Regions from separate parts of the Ovis aries genome. Here regions 1 and 3 are each linked to region 2. Evidence: chromatin contacts called from public Hi-C data. All regions are on one chromosome and are shown on one strand. The core of a region is the stretch at or near the end of the contact, and the rest is flanking DNA. Distances in the headings are between cores, read along the strand shown.

Region 1 (2,962 bases), core at 393-2,892, 210 kb before region 2:
CTACTACGCCTGTTTCAAGGTGTTGAGTCACATCTAAGAACTCCTCGGACAAAAACAAGTCTTAACCAGTACTGGGGCTACTGGGACGCGAAACCAGGAGTCTGTGAATCATAGTGGGATGCTCTGGCGGCCAATTCTTCACCCAGGATACACAGTGGAAAGGCCCTCCCCTCAACAGAGTCTGTAATCATGGAGAAAAAAAGAGGTCCAGCATAATGACTATCTGCACACTCCTTATGCCTGCTGGCTTTTGCTTCCAAACATAGATCAAGCTCTAACTTATTCCTGGCTCTCCAATCCTAATTTTACTTTCCACCCACAAGGGACTGGGTCTGGAGAAAAAGTGAGGGGTAGTCTGGTGACCTCAAAAAGACATCAAAGCGCGAGACAAGCTGGCACAGATATATGGAGGAAAAGAAGGCGGACGGGGCGCAGAGCTGCGGGCTCTGGGGCTGCAGCCGGGCGTCGCGGAGGCCAGAACCCAAGGGGGCAAGGAAAGAAAAGCAAAGGCGGCCGGAAGGGAATGGAACAGGAGGGAGTGGAGGCCAACGCCGAGGAAAACGAGAAGAGCTCCTGAAGCGTGGAGATGCCCAGTGGGGATCGGGGTGTGGATCGAGGGGGAGGGGGTGGCTGGAATACAAAGAAGCTGGAAACTGATGTGGGGTCGCAGCCCTTCGGTAATAAGAGGGGAAGGTGGAGGATGCCAATCCCGAGGAAACGAGAAGAGCTCCTGAAGCGCGGGGATCTGGGTGTGTGGGGGGCGGTGGGGGTGAGGAGAGGCTGGAATACAAAGAAGCTGGAAACTGATGGGGTCGCAGCCCTTCGGTAGTAACATGGGGACGTGGAGGTTCGGGGCGCAAGAGGGTCCAATGACCTTCGGGAGAAGCATTTGGTAGCGCAAAGCGGAGAAATCCTGGGAGCTGAGGGAAGGGTCTGGTCTGAGAAGAGGGAGCTGGGAAAAAAAAACAAAGGAAAAACCCGAGGTCCCCCGAGGGAGGGAACGCCGGCAAGGCCCCCTGGCCTTCTCCGGGGCAGAGGGCGACCGGGGGGCGGACTCACAGCGGATGGTGTGGAAGGAGGCCCGCGGCCGCTTCTCGAAGCTCTCCCCGAGCCGCAGGCAGTGCTCCTCGCGGTCCAGCAGCGGGTTGGCCGTCCCGTTCATGGCCCCGCACGGGCCTCGCGCCCGCCCGGGCGCCCTCCTGGCGCGGCCCCGGCCCGAGCCGCCGGCGCCGGCGTCCGGAGGAGCCGCGCTTCCGGGACAGCGCTCGGGGGCGCGCGGGGAGCCGAGCCGGCGCCCACCCGCGCAGGCCGGAAACGAGCTCGGGCCTGCGCGTCTGGGCGGGGGACGACTCCGAGCAGACCCGACGGCGGAACTTCCGGCGCCGAGGAGGGACGTCCGGGCCCGCAGCGGAAGTAGAGGGGGCGGTGCCATGGCCGAAGGTCTTTGCCGCCGGGAGAATCCGGATTCGAGGTCTCTCTGCGGGGCGGGGGTGGGTGTTGGCCAGGCGAAGGGTTTTGGTTTTGTTTTGTTTTGTTTTTTTTTTTTTCCCCGCGGTGGCTCCCAAGTTCTGCTTCTGAGGCTGCGCCTGGCTGGGGGCTCAGCGCGCCCGGCCCCACCCTTCAGGGGAACCTAGGAACTGCTGACTGGGGCGCCCGGCGCGCGGTGGACTAGGCTCACGCGGGTCGCCGCCGCCCCTCGCGGCTGGGCGGCCCGGCTCATCCGCAGGGTCCTGGCGGCCCCACTCTCCGCGTCCCTGAGCCTCTTTTTCGTCCCTTTCGCGCGCCCAGGGCGGCGCGAGGGCCTCAGTTCCCGAAAGGGACGCGCCCTGGGGTTCATGAGACAGACTCAGGCCACCCGGGCGTAGTAGCTCCGTTTTCCCCGAAAAACGCCGTCTCTCGCGTCCTTGGCGACGGTGACCGACCGCCTGGGGCTTGGACAGCCGTCGTGGTTGTTTTTAAAGACACCCCCGTTTCACGGACACCGAACCCTGAGGAACCGTAAGGTTTCTCAGTCAGTTCTTGAGAGTGACTTTTTTTCCTGACTGAAAGCGGCTTACTGACTGTTCGGGTTGGAATTAAGCCTTTCTGTGCGTGAGAGCCCTGGCCGCTGGATGTCAGCCCCCTGCAGGCGGGGGTCTGTGTCTTGCTCTTTGTGACCTCTTCTGTAGTGGGGTAGGGCTTTGTGTAGGGTCAGCATCTAGTAAATGTTTGCGGAATTGAAATGTTAAGTGAAAGAACTAATCAAGAACCGCTAACTGAGCATCTTAAAAAAAAAAACCTGTTCTAGAACCTCCCACCGGAATGTCTTTTTCTTTCCTGCGAAGTATCCGATGGCTGCTTCAGGCTTGAACCCAGCCTGAGGGACCACATCTGAGAGGACCCTGCCTGTGTCTGTGGTATCCACTTGAAGTCCTCAGGTTGCTGAGGAATGGGCCATCTCCAGCAGTGTTAAATGTTCAGCATATGACCATCCACGTAGGAGATGGCTGCTTTGCAAAGGAGAGGGCTGCAGACAAGGATTCTCAGCTCTGAAGAAGAGGAGAAACTGAAGAGAGACCAAGCTTTAGTGTCTGATTTTAAACAGCAGAAACTGGAAAAAGAGGCTCAGAAGAACTGGGACCTTTTTTACAAAAGAAACAGCACTAATTTCTTCAAAGATAGACACTGGACCACCAGAGAGTTTGAGGAGCTCAGATCATGTAGAGAGGTAAACTAATACTGCACCTTGTTCGAGCGATTCTTCATTTAAAATGTGTAGAAGAGGGGTGTTTTATTGGATTCCCAGGGCGAGTGTGAGGTAGAAAATTTACGAAACCTGTCAAAGGCTTCATGAATTTTTGTAGCTTAGATATACACTGTCTCAAATAGTTTTAGCAGTTGCTGAGTTGTAAAATACAGAGGAGAGAGGACTTGAGTGGGCATTTTCTGTTTCTTTAAAGCGAATCTGAAAATTGTAAATATT
Region 2 (2,733 bases), core at 184-2,683:
TGATTCTCTCCAGGAAGAGAACTCTTCATGACAACATGCATGTAATTCTACAGCAAACAAAAGGCACTGCACAGGATTTCCTTTCACTTTAGAAAAAGCTATTTCATATGGCACTATGTTTACTTAAGAACACTTGCCACTATTTCACAAAACTAATACAACACAGTCCTACTTTTAAAGAAATACCACCATTATGAAATTGTAAAGAAAAAAGTTCAAAAAGAATGGCTCTGAAACACAACCGAAGTCTCTAAACACAGGCTGTAAAATGAAGGCAATCAAACATTAATCTGAGAAAAAAAAAAATTACACATTATTGGTAGCATACAGGTTTACAGAAGAAAAATGACTACAACTGTATTTTCAAAGCCTGACATTCTTCCTAAAAGAAAAGGTGACGGTCTTTAGAGGATACAGCTCCCTCCACCGGAGTGGGGATGGGCCACGACTGGGGCTGGAGAGGTGTGCGTCTGCAAATCCTCAGAACTGGGGCGCAGACAGTGGACCGGGGGGGAGGGGGCGGGCTCTAATTCTGGCCTCAGCCATTTATCCAAAAGAAATATCACAGAAACGTGTAAAGCATTAGCTACAAGGATATTATGATGCTGAAGAAACAGAATGCACATTAAAATGGCCAGGAGACTCTGTAAAGAAACGACGGCATATCCACATAATGGGATACTATGCATCTAGCCCTTAATATTATCATTGATAACAAAGTCATACCGGGAAACTTTTAAAAAATTCGTAATTTTCTTAAAAGTTCAAATGAAATGAACAGGTTTAAAAAAAGCACAGACAATCTGACCCCAGTTTCTTTTTCAAAAAGGATGAGTACACAGACACTGTGGGGGATGGAGACGTGCGGAAGTCAAGCACCAGGACGCGCAATGCTTTCTTCTTCACTGACTCGCGGCGCTCTCCCGCGTGCTTCCGGCCCGTCTGTGGCGGCGAGCGCACGTCTGTGGAGCCGAGCGCCCGGCCCCGCCGTCGCCCTCATGAGCGTCGAGCCCGGGGATCGCCTCCGCCGCGGGGACCGAGCCCCCGACGGGCAGGCGCCTCAGCCCCGCCCCCGGCCCCGCCCCCAGCCCCGGCCCCGCCCCCGGCCCACCTTGTAGTAAAATACGGCCTCCGCGTAGCGGCCCTCCTGGTCGCGCTGCACGGCCCGCCGCGCGAACTGTACCGCGTCCCGCTCCAGCGCCGCCGAGTCCATGGCCACCCCGCGCCGGAACCCTCCTCGCGTCGCCGACCGCCGCTCGCCCAGGGGCCGCGAGAGGTCCCGGGTCGCGCAGAAGGCGAGCCGGAGCTCACTTCTGCCTCCTGAGGGAGGACGGCCAACAGCTCACCCCGGGCTCCCAGCCCACCGGCACCCTCGCGCCGCCGCTGCCGCCGCCGCCGCCGCCACACTCCCCGACCGGCCCACCGGCCACACTGCGCAGGCGCAGCCGGGCCCGCGCAGGTGTTCTGGGAGCCAAGGCGACTGAGGGAGGCCCCGGCTCGGCGGCGGGCGCGGGCGGTGGGCGGGGCCCGGCTGTTCCGCGCCGTGTGCACGTGACCACCAGGGCTCCGGGGATTGGGCAGGCCCAAGCGGCGCCACGTTGGCACCGCCGCGAGCTTCACCGACCTCTTGCCGGAACTGTGCGAGTGAGGACTGTTGCTGGCCAGACTTGGAGCGGGCGCGCATGCGCCTCAGGGAGCCTGGTCTCCAGTTCAGTTCAGTCGCTCGGTCGTGTCCGACTCTGCGACCCCATCAGTCGCAGCACGCCAGGGCTCCCTGTCTATCACCAACTCCTGGAGTTCACTCAGACTCACATCCATCGAGTTGGTGATGCCATCCAGCCATCTCATCCTCTGTCATCCCCTTCTCCTCCTGCCCCCAATCCCTCCCAGTATCAGTCTTTTCCAATGAGTCAACTCTTCGCATGAGGTGGCCAAAGTATTGGAGTTTCAGCTTTAGCATCATTCCTACTTAGTATCCAGGGAAGATGAGCTGCGCTTCCCGCCCTCATCTGAGCTGACTTTTTTAAATGAGGGAAGTGAAGTAAGGACAAAGGGTCCTTATAGTTATAGTTTTTATAAGGTTTCTAATCATGTGAGTCTTCATCTTGTGTACCTCCCCGAGTGTATGGTATTGGGTGAATTGTCGCAAGCAAGGTAATACATTTTCTTGTGTTCTTATGCTTAGGTTAACTTTAATGCTGTTGTCATGGCACAATTAGGTGATTATCTGATTAATTTCTTTCTCTCTTAAAGCTCTGACTTCAGCGATACTAATGAAGGAACTTCCCATTTGGTGGAGTGGATAAGAATCGGCCTGCCAGTGCAGGGGACACAGGGTGTATTGTTGTAGCCTCGCGTTCCAGGAAACAGACTCACCCAGAAGGACAATGCAGATAGTGGAGTGCAGTTGATCACACCAGTGGGCCCAAGGCAGAGTCTCCTCTTAGCCAAGAACCCCGAGCGACTTTTGTGAAAACCTTATATACCTTAGGTGTATTGCTCAAGCCCACATCCCCAGAGTCCTTAAACCTAGCCTGAAAAGTGTTAAAGGGAGATACAGTCAGGTCACAGCCATGATTCACAATCAGAAGGGTCAGCTGGTTATACATTGTAGCCTATACCAGTGGGTGCCATAAAGATTATAAAGGTTATTGACTACATAGGGGATTATTACATTCTTTTTGGTGATGGGGAATTTTAGTATGGAAACTGGTGTTTATCAGTCCAGGAGGC
Region 3 (2,961 bases), core at 104-2,603, 190 kb before region 2:
GAGTTTGGGCAAACTCCGGGAGTTGGTGATGAACAGGGAGGCCTGGCGTGCTGCGGTTCATGAGGTCGCAAAGAGTCAGACATGCCTGAGTGACTGAACTGAACTGAGCTGAGCAAACTCCAGGAGATGGTGAAGGACAGGGAGGCCTGGCGTGCTGCAGAGGGTGCAGGGTTGGACAGGACTGAGCGACTGGACAACATCATAGCATATGCAGCACTATATGGCACTATTAATCTCTTTTGAGTTTCTATGTCTACTGCATGCAACAGTTCTAACTGTGTTACGCTATTTAGAATATGAACATCTGGGTTTAAGTCCAGGACGCTGCATACACGTAGCCTGCTTCTTCAAGCCTTGGCCTTCATGCTTCTAGGACTGAGATCCTAATACTTGCAGCGTGGGACTGCTACCAGGACTAAGTGAGTGCTTTGTTTACTGTAGAGTTACAGTTAAGTTCTCGTTATTTCTGTTAGTTTTTATCGCCTAAGAAAATGACTTAATCTACACTCTTCAAGAAGGCTGTCAGTATTCGGTCCTACGGGACCCTTTGAAAGGGCCTGGGATTTGAATGAGCCACCACAAGGTGGCGCTAGACGCCAAATAGTCCCACTGGCCTTCCCCGGCCCCAGTCTTAATTGCAATTCAAGTGTGTCCATTTTTGTTGTCTTTGAAGAGGAAGGGCAAATCTTAGAAATATGTTTTCTAGGTCAACTTTAGCTCATAAGATCAATTTTTGCGTCACTGTGGGGATGAGAAAGGAAGGTGCTCTATCCAGCGTTCATTCTCCTTTGCCTACTTATGACAACATTGTTAGGCAGTGGACTCTGAAGCGGTCTGCAAGGCCTCTTCCTCATTCTCAGATGGTTCTGTGGACGTGCTTTTGTGCTTGTCTGGGTTTAAAGCAAGAGAGGGAACCGCAGCGTGGACCCTTGTTTCCCTCCCACGTTATTCAGTTAAACTTTGACAGCCTTTGGCTCCGTATTTCACAGTTGTCCATCAAGGGAGGGGAAATCGTGAAATAAATTATGTCCACCAAGAGAGAAAAACACTCCAGGAGCAAGTTTGCTGTTGAGGAACAAATATTTAACAGAAACTTAAATAGGCTCCACTACCAAAAGCAAAAATAAAATCAGCTGGTTTTTTTTCTTTTTCTTCATTTTTGCATTCTGCCCCTCTCCGATGTGTGACATTTCGCTGGATGGCGTTCAGTAGGCGCCAGCTGGACAGAGAGCCCCATGGGGTCCCTGTGGCTGAATCACAGGGTTGGGAGGGAGGAGAGTGCGGGCACGTGCTGAGGGGCAGCCCCAGCCAGGTCTTCACTAAGCCAGAGCAACAGAGAGGAACCCAAACCCGCAAGACACCAGAGGAAAGAGGAACAGGAAGAAAGATTACCGGAAACCTGAGTGCAGCAAGTGGCATCGCTTAGAAAGAGCATTTCCACACGTCCACAGCAGAAGCATCGTCTGCTGCGGTCTGGGATGGCCGCAGAGATGAGAACGTGGCCCACATCTCCTCCAGGATATCTTACCAAGCACATCGGGAAGAATATCAAAACTAGACAATTCCCAGAGGAATTATAACTGCTAAAAATACGGTCAACTCTATTGAATCACAGCAAGATCCTCTGTGACTCACCTCCCAACGTAATGGAAATAAAAAGAAAAATAAACAAGTGGGACTTAATTAGCTTTTGCACAGCCTAGGAAACTACAAACAGGGTGAAAAGATAACCCTCAGAGTGGGAGAAAATGAATAATGAATGAAACAACTGAAGAAGGATTAATCTCTAAAATATGCGAGCAGCTCATAAAACTGAATACCAGAAAAACAGCCCAACAGAAAGTGGGCAAAAAGACCTAAACAGACTTTTCTCCAAAGAAGACATACAAATGGCTAATAAACACATGAGAAGATGCTCAACATGGCTCATTAGAGAAATGCAATTCAAAACTATAAAGAGATATCACCTCACACCGGTCACAATGGCCAAAAAGAAGCACAAATAATAAATGCTGGAGAGGGTGTGGAGAAAAGGGAACCCTCTTGGACTGTTGGTTGGAATATAAACTGATACAGCCGCTATGGAAGATGATATGGAGATTCCTAAACAAGCTGAGAGTAGGACTTCACTTTCTCTTTGCACTTTCATGCATTGGAGAAGGAAATGTCAGCCCACTCCAGCGTTCTTGCCTGGAGACTCCCAGGGCCGGGGGAGCCTGGTAGGCTGCTGTCTATGGGCACGACTGAAGCGACTTAGCAGCAGCAGCAGCAGAACTACCATAGAACCCAGCAGTCCCACTACTTGGCATATACTCTGAGGAAACCGAAACTGAAAAAGGCGCGTGTGCCCCAGTGTCCATTGCAGCACTACTTACAACAGCTAGGACATGGAAGCGACCTAGATGTCCATCAACAGGTGACTGGATAAAGAAGTGTGGTGTATACACAACGGAATATTACTCAGCCACAAAAAGGAACACAGTTGAGTCAGTTCCAATGGGGTGGAAGAACCTAGAGCCTCTTATACAGAGTGAAGTAAGTCAGAAAGAGGAAGACTGCCATCCTATATAAATGCATGTGTATGGGATCTGGGAAGATGATACTGATGAACCTATTTACAGGGCAACAGTGGAGACGCAACTTATGGACACGGGTGGGGGGAAAGCGGGGAGGGATGAATGGAGAGACTGACATGGAAGCACACACACAGATAACCAATGGGGGCTTGCTGTGTGACCCAGGGAACTCAAGCCGGGGCTCTGTGACAACCTAGAGGGGTGGGAAGGGGGGGGGGGGGGGGGGGGGGTCCAGAGGGAGGGGACGCGTGCGCCTATGGCTGACTCACGCTGTTGTGTGGCAGAGATCAACACAATTCACTGAAGCAGTTTTCCTTCAATTAAAAATAAATAAGTTTGGAAACAAAAAAAATACATAGTCAACTCTAATTAGAAATAATCATAA

Evidence for each region. Hi-C and Micro-C count contacts between places; a contact is called where the count stands out from the background.
Region 1: a contact with region 2 is called in a Hi-C map of hypothalamus, with 2.8 times the contacts expected there. The contact joins the promoter of EAF1 here to the promoter of CAPN7 in region 2. A contact is called at or near these places in 4 of 16 Hi-C or Micro-C datasets (blood, hypothalamus, omental adipose tissue and 1 more).
Region 3: a Hi-C map of blood shows a contact between it and region 2, with 4 times the contacts expected there. The contact joins the enhancer-like site here to the promoter of CAPN7 in region 2. A contact is called at or near these places in 9 of 16 Hi-C or Micro-C datasets (blood, hypothalamus, liver and 4 more).

The regions. Positions count from the first base shown.
Region 1 is chr1:273,471,484-273,474,445 of ARS-UI_Ramb_v3.0, reverse strand. EAF1 (ELL associated factor 1) reads right to left here and starts at 1,642. Exons shown (of 6, transcript XM_027961866.3): 1 at 1,060-1,642. The coding sequence starts at 1,432. METTL6 (methyltransferase 6, tRNA N3-cytidine) reads left to right here and starts at 1,416. Exons shown (of 4, transcript XM_012105347.4): 1 at 1,416-2,707. The coding sequence starts at 2,483.
Region 2 is chr1:273,257,502-273,260,234 of ARS-UI_Ramb_v3.0, reverse strand. CAPN7 (calpain 7) reads right to left here and starts at 1,433. Exons shown (of 19, transcript XM_042238561.1): 1 at 1,112-1,433. The coding sequence starts at 1,213.
Region 3 is chr1:273,449,248-273,452,208 of ARS-UI_Ramb_v3.0, reverse strand. No RefSeq gene overlaps it. Among named protein-coding and RNA genes, the nearest start is that of EAF1, 22 kb to the left of the region's middle. Within about 2 kb of position 1,353, at least 12 of the 54 cell types and tissues checked have an H3K27ac peak or open chromatin away from gene starts, as enhancers often do. A contact at or near this core is called in tail adipose tissue, where this site is marked.